2 separate regions of the Rattus norvegicus genome follow, and region 2 is linked to region 1. The links are chromatin contacts, called in public Hi-C maps. All regions are on one chromosome and are shown on one strand. Each heading gives the region's core, a stretch centred on a gene start, on an enhancer-like site or on the middle of the called end of the contact. The rest is flanking DNA. Distances are from core to core; before and after follow the strand shown. Region 1 holds the start of Nsmce4a (NSE4 homolog A, SMC5-SMC6 complex component). Region 2 overlaps LOC103691241 (a long non-coding RNA gene).

Evidence for each region. Hi-C and Micro-C count contacts between places; a contact is called where the count stands out from the background.
Region 2: a contact with region 1 is called in a Hi-C map of Schwann cells, with 2.9 times the contacts expected there. The contact joins the enhancer-like site here to the promoter of Nsmce4a in region 1. A contact is called at or near these places in 7 of 12 Hi-C or Micro-C datasets (the A7r5 cell line, the Rat2 cell line, Schwann cells and 4 more) and 1 of 1 datasets of contacts at active chromatin or transcription factors (oligodendrocytes).

The regions. Positions count from the first base shown.
Region 1 is chr1:194,538,046-194,540,745 of GRCr8, forward strand. Nsmce4a (NSE4 homolog A, SMC5-SMC6 complex component) reads right to left here and starts at 1,411. Exons shown (of 4, transcript NM_001106301.1): 1 at 1,021-1,411; 2 at 1-66. The coding sequence starts at 1,303. LOC134483930 (a long non-coding RNA gene) reads left to right here. Exons shown (of 2, transcript XR_010061141.1): 2 at 561-1,672.
Region 2 is chr1:194,665,114-194,667,813 of GRCr8, forward strand. LOC103691241 (a long non-coding RNA gene) reads right to left here. Exons shown (of 4, transcript XR_005499490.2): 4 at 177-321. It also overlaps a transcript of Tacc2 not described here. Among named protein-coding and RNA genes, the nearest start is that of Tacc2, 19 kb to the right of the region's middle. Within about 2 kb of position 1,443, at least 16 of the 93 cell types and tissues checked have an H3K27ac peak or open chromatin away from gene starts, as enhancers often do. A contact at or near this core is called in Schwann cells, where this site is marked.

The DNA of each region.
Region 1 (2,700 bases), core at 161-2,660:
GAGTGTTGGCTTCTTCGAGGACCTCTGTTAGTTTGTCACCAGCATTCAGTATGTCCTCCCGGTTTTCTATTTAAAAGAACACAAACTTAGGGGACCGTGCACATCCTTCGCTAATAAGTAGCCGCTTACAGTCCCGCTCCTACTTCCTGGGTAATGATTAGAATGTCTTAATCTCTTTAACAGAAAGAGGCTTTATCTTTTACAGAAAGAGGCTTTAATGCTACTGTTTCAAGCGGCTTTTGTGTGTGCAAAAGGCCTGGGGACAACCCTAGATGTAGTTCCCTCAGCGTACCATTATCTTTGCCTTTTGAGACAGGGTCTCACTAACCTGGAACTAGCCAAGAAGGCTGGGTGGGCTGGCCAGAGGGACCCATGGACTCTGCTTCCCCACAGCTGAGGATGCACGTTTGCACCACTATTCTTAGGGGACACTTTAGGGGGCTCCTGGGGATCTAACTAAGGTTATTATGGTTTGCCGAGACTCAGTCATCTCCCCAGACCCCAAAACTTGATCTCTTGACAGTTAACACTGGCTTCCCGTATGTAATCTTACTCCAAAGGGATGACTCTTCTGCGCCCCAATACAAGGGCTCGATTAAGAAGTGATTGTCAACTTCTCAAGGCCCACCTGAAGAGCCACACAACAAACGCTTGGGCCTACTCAGCATCTCTGATTCAGTGCATCTGAGCTGGGCGGGGAAATGTGCATCTTAGCAATTCCAACCTCAGGGGCCCACAAGGAGCAAGCTAGGTTGAACAAAAAGCACCTGGTGTTATTTGCTTGCCTTCCCTACTGGCTGGCTGAGCTCAAGCAAGTCATCATCAGGTCTGATCTCCCGCTTTTCCAGCCAGCAACAGAGCTTGGCGGCGCCCAACGCCAAGGTCGCCTAGGGTGCACTTAATAAACAAGCGAAGGCGCGCCGCCGCGAGCCCGCGCAGACCGGCCAGCGCCCGCACCTTCGCGGCCCTCCCCAGCCACGGAACGCCGCTGGCCCGCGCAGCCCCAAAGCGCCACCTTACGTTGGACGGAGTTGATGAGAGCGCGGTACTGATGGCGGATCTGGCGGCACAGGCCCTGGTCGTACTCGGCCTCCAAGCAGGCCGGGTCCATCAGCTCGTCGCCTGAATCAGACGGCTCGGTGTCCTCCAAGCTCGGGCGCTCCGCTGCCTCCCTGCGCTCCGGCGCAGCGCCGCGGCGGGCCAGCGGGGACCGCGAGCGGGAACGGGAACGGGTGCGATCCCGGTGCGGGTCGCGGCCCCGGCCCCGGCCCTCAGACCGGCGGCCGCTGCTGTCCCCAGACATCGCGCCAATTCGCCTTGCAACTTCGGAGCGGCGGAAGTTCGCGCCAGAAACTGAAACCCCCGGCTGGGCTCGAGCGCCGGCTCCAGGCGCAACGCAGCTCCCCGGCTGGCGCGCGAGAGCACAGCGACGCCTGTGGCCTGGAGGTCGGCGGCGGGGTTGGCTGTGTATGAGCCTGGCACTGGCTTACTCCACACTGCAAGCAAGAGACGTTGGACTTTGGATCTCTGGTCCTAATGCCCACCCCCACTTAGCCATACATCTTCCCATTGTCTCGTTGGATCCTCTGGCCTTGGGGAGGACACGGCAAACAAAACAGAGTTCCTTGGCTGTATCATAATAAACAGTTAAGCATCCTAGATATCTGCACCACTGCGGCATGTTCACAGCTGATTCACTAACTACAAATACCCTATAACAGATCTGAGAAAGATAATTATATGCAATATGGTTTCAAAGATACATGTATACTTTTCATTCCATGTGCTTGTGTGTGTGCGTGCTCTGTGCAAAGATACACATGCACAAGTGTGCATCTGCGGGTGCAGACCGGAAGTTGGCTTCAGGGGGATCTTCCTCTCTCAGTTCCACGAATTTTTAAAGATTTGTTGTTCGTGTATACGTGTTTTATTTGCGTGCACATTTTATACCAAATACATTCAGTGCCCTCAAATGTCAGAATAGGACGTGCAAACCCCCTCTGGAACCAGCATTAAAGAAGGGTCTGTGAGCTTCCCAGTGGATGATGGCAATGGAACCGTACTCCTGTGAGAGCAACGAGTGCTCTTAACCTCTGAACCATCTCTCCAGCCCACTCTCCACATTTTTTACCATACGTTGTCTCTAGCTGAACCTGAAATTCATCGTTTTGACAGGACTTAGATAGCCAGCAAGACCCAGGGATTTTCCTGTCTTCACCTCCACCGCAGTGGGATTATAGCTCCACACTGCCAAGGCACCAGTTTTTATGCACCTTAGGGATCCTGAGGTAATCTACCCTCCCACTTCCCCACCCCCTTCCTCCATCCCTCCCTCTCACATAGGATTTCATGTAACCCAGGCTGGCCTCAAACTGACCGTGTAGCTGAAGAAAATGTTGAGTTCCTGATCCTCCTGAATCTGACCACCTCCCAAGGACTGAGTGGATTTTGAAACCAAGATCTAAAGCCTAGTAAGCTCATTGCTATTGAAATACTATTGCTTGAGCTGGAGAGACAGCTCAGTGGTTAAGAGCACTGACTGCTCTTCCAGAGGTCCTGAGTTCAAATCCCAGCAACCACATTGGTGGCTCACAACCATCTGTAAGTGAGATCTGATTCCCTCTTCCGGTGTGTCTGAAGACAGTTACACTGCACTCATATATAATAAATAAATCTAAAAAAAAAATCATTGCCTCTTGA
Region 2 (2,700 bases), core at 193-2,692, 130 kb after region 1:
TCATGATGCCTCTGCCTTGGCTTCCCGAGTGCTGGGATTATAGGTGTGGACCCCCATGTCTGGCTTGTCTTTCAGTTTTTATTCACTGTGGATTAGCTTCAGGGTCCTACAAGGATCATAACTTTATGGGCTCCACCCCCAACTTTGTGGGGCCCTTGAGGAACTGGTAACGGGGCTTTCAGTTCATACCGAGTTTGCTGCTGACACACTCTCTCAGCCCATGGACTTTACGGGCTCTCTTTTCATGGGGGATGATGATGCTTCGTGTTCATAGCCTGTCTGGATGCTGGATCACTGGGGAGCATAGCGCAGACGTGGGTGCTGTCAGTGAGGAAGCACAGCTCGTGGTTAGCAGGTAAAGGCACTTGCTATGAAGCCTGGCAGTCGGAGCTAGTTGTCCATTGATATCCACATGTGTGTGCTATGGCAAATGCATGTGTGTACACACAAGCACATGTATGCATGCACACATGCACATACATTTACACACCAGAACAAACAGACAAAAACCACCACAGCTCCCACATCAAAGCGAATAAGAATAAAATAAAAGTTTTTTTTTTAGGTTAACCCAAATTCTGTGTTTCAATGTAGATGTAGCCTCATGATGTTTCTATAGTAACAGACCAGAGAAAGTCATGAATCAAGACAATTTTCAAGTACATTGGTGGGAACATTAGGTAGGCAGGTACAGCAAAGTGGGGACATTTGTTACAGCCTCGGATGCTATGTTAGCTTCTGGGTTGGTGGAAGGAAGCTAGAGGCCTGCCTGTATATTCCAAAAGATTTACCTCAGTCTCTAGGATGTTGGATCACCACGTAGGTGGGTAGTAAATGTCTATTTATAAGCTAAGATAGCTCAAGAGAATTCAGTTCCAGACCTGAAATATTCTAACTCGTTAATTATCAAGTTCTGATCAGTCTTGTAGGTTCCTGGTTTTCACGGTCCATGTTCCTAGAGAAAGCTGGGGACAAGGGCAGCCACAGTAAGGCATGGAGGTGCTTCTATGACTCTGTTAGGAAGTGGGCTAGACACGAGAGGGTGAAGGATTGCTATTTTACCAAGGGAGGAGCTGCCTGCCCGGGAGTTAGGCCTGCTATGGGAACAAAAGAGGCTGGGCAGAGCCATGAAGGGAGGGAAGGGCAAAGCTGGGGTTGATTCTGTGGAGCCTGCTAAATCGCCACAGGGCCTTAAGTAGGCGTGAGACTCCCTTTCCAGGGCTTAGGGTTTGGACAACTAGTGCAGTGGCTGCTGTCTTCCAGGGCCAGGCTTGATGTGGAGGCAGAGCCTGAAAGGCCGGCTCTAAGCGTAGCATGGTGACTCGGGAACCAGTGTTCTATGGCTGTTTTCCCCTAAAGAAGGAGTCCTGCACCACACACACCACAAAACCTCAAACTCCAGCTGCCCCTGCAGCCTGGGTCTCAGGCCTTGCTTCTGAGTCATCAAACTCCAAACTGGCTGTTGAGAGGCTGTCAGCCGACCAGCTCCCGGCTGACAGCAGTGTGGCTGGTTGCAGGGGCTGGGAGTCACTTGCTTTGAAAACCAGTTCCCAAGCTGTAGATGCCTTGCTTTTTGCCAAAGCTGATAGTTAAGAACCTCTTAGGCTTCATGCTTGTGCCTTTTGGCTTTGGACCTGTGTTTCCAGGTGCATCCTGGGAGGCCCCTGCACACTGGCAGGTCCCCTGGCTGACCAGGAGGGGGCAGACGTCTACCACATGAAGGGTGCTTGTCTGCATAACCCTGGGTCCTAGTCAGAGCTGTCACCTAGACCCCTCCCCCACCCCATACGGGTCCCTGAGTGACCCAATGGCTCTTGCCATTTGAAATTTGGGGGCGAGTTGTGGAGAGTTTACAGAATTTTGTTTTAATTTTCAACTCAGAATTTCATTGCATGCCCCAAACTGCTAGAATACTTTTCCATAAAAATCTTCAAGCAAACCTCAGATAAGAAAATACCCAGGGTTTGCAACACTTGAGCAGTTAATGAATCCCCACACTTTATTTTATTTTATTTTTGCAGTCGAATGAGGGAGGAAATGGAACTAGAGGCTGTGACCTCCACCATGTCTAAGTCGGTGGGAGCCCAAGGAGAGCAGTGTGCTATGTCTTTAAATAGTCCACTCCACAAATGTGGGTGGTTTGGGTGGGGTGAGAAAGGACGGATGAATGTGCCATTAAGGAGCCGAATTCCATTTGGAATAATTCTCCTATTGTGCCCCCAGCACCTCCCCATCTGCTGCCCATGCAAGTCTTGCTCCTGTGGCCTCAGAACATGCAGCCTTGGCTTCCGCCGCAGCTGGTCCTGGAGTAGAAACCCCCACTGCCTCCTGCCAACACCTGGCCAAGAACATAAACAGGTAATCTGCAAGCATTTCTCCTGTAGCAGCTGCCCAGGAGAGAGCAAGTCTGGGTGGTCTCTCTCTCTCTGTCTCTGTCTCTCTGTCTCTCTCTCTCTCTCTGTGTGTGTCTCTGTCTCTCTCTCTGTCTCTCTCTCTGTGTCCTAGGGTGAGCTGGGTTTAGGATGGCGCCAGCAAGGCACTGACACCATGTCTGTAATCACTTGGCTTGTAGCTTGGCTTCCTGAAGCAATGAGTTCTTCCGTAGCAGGGGCACAGTATGTAAGGCAAGGACTCCCGAGAGGCAGAACTGATAGACTGTGAGTGTGAATGTTCCTTCTGTAGGTTTCCACTTACAGGAGA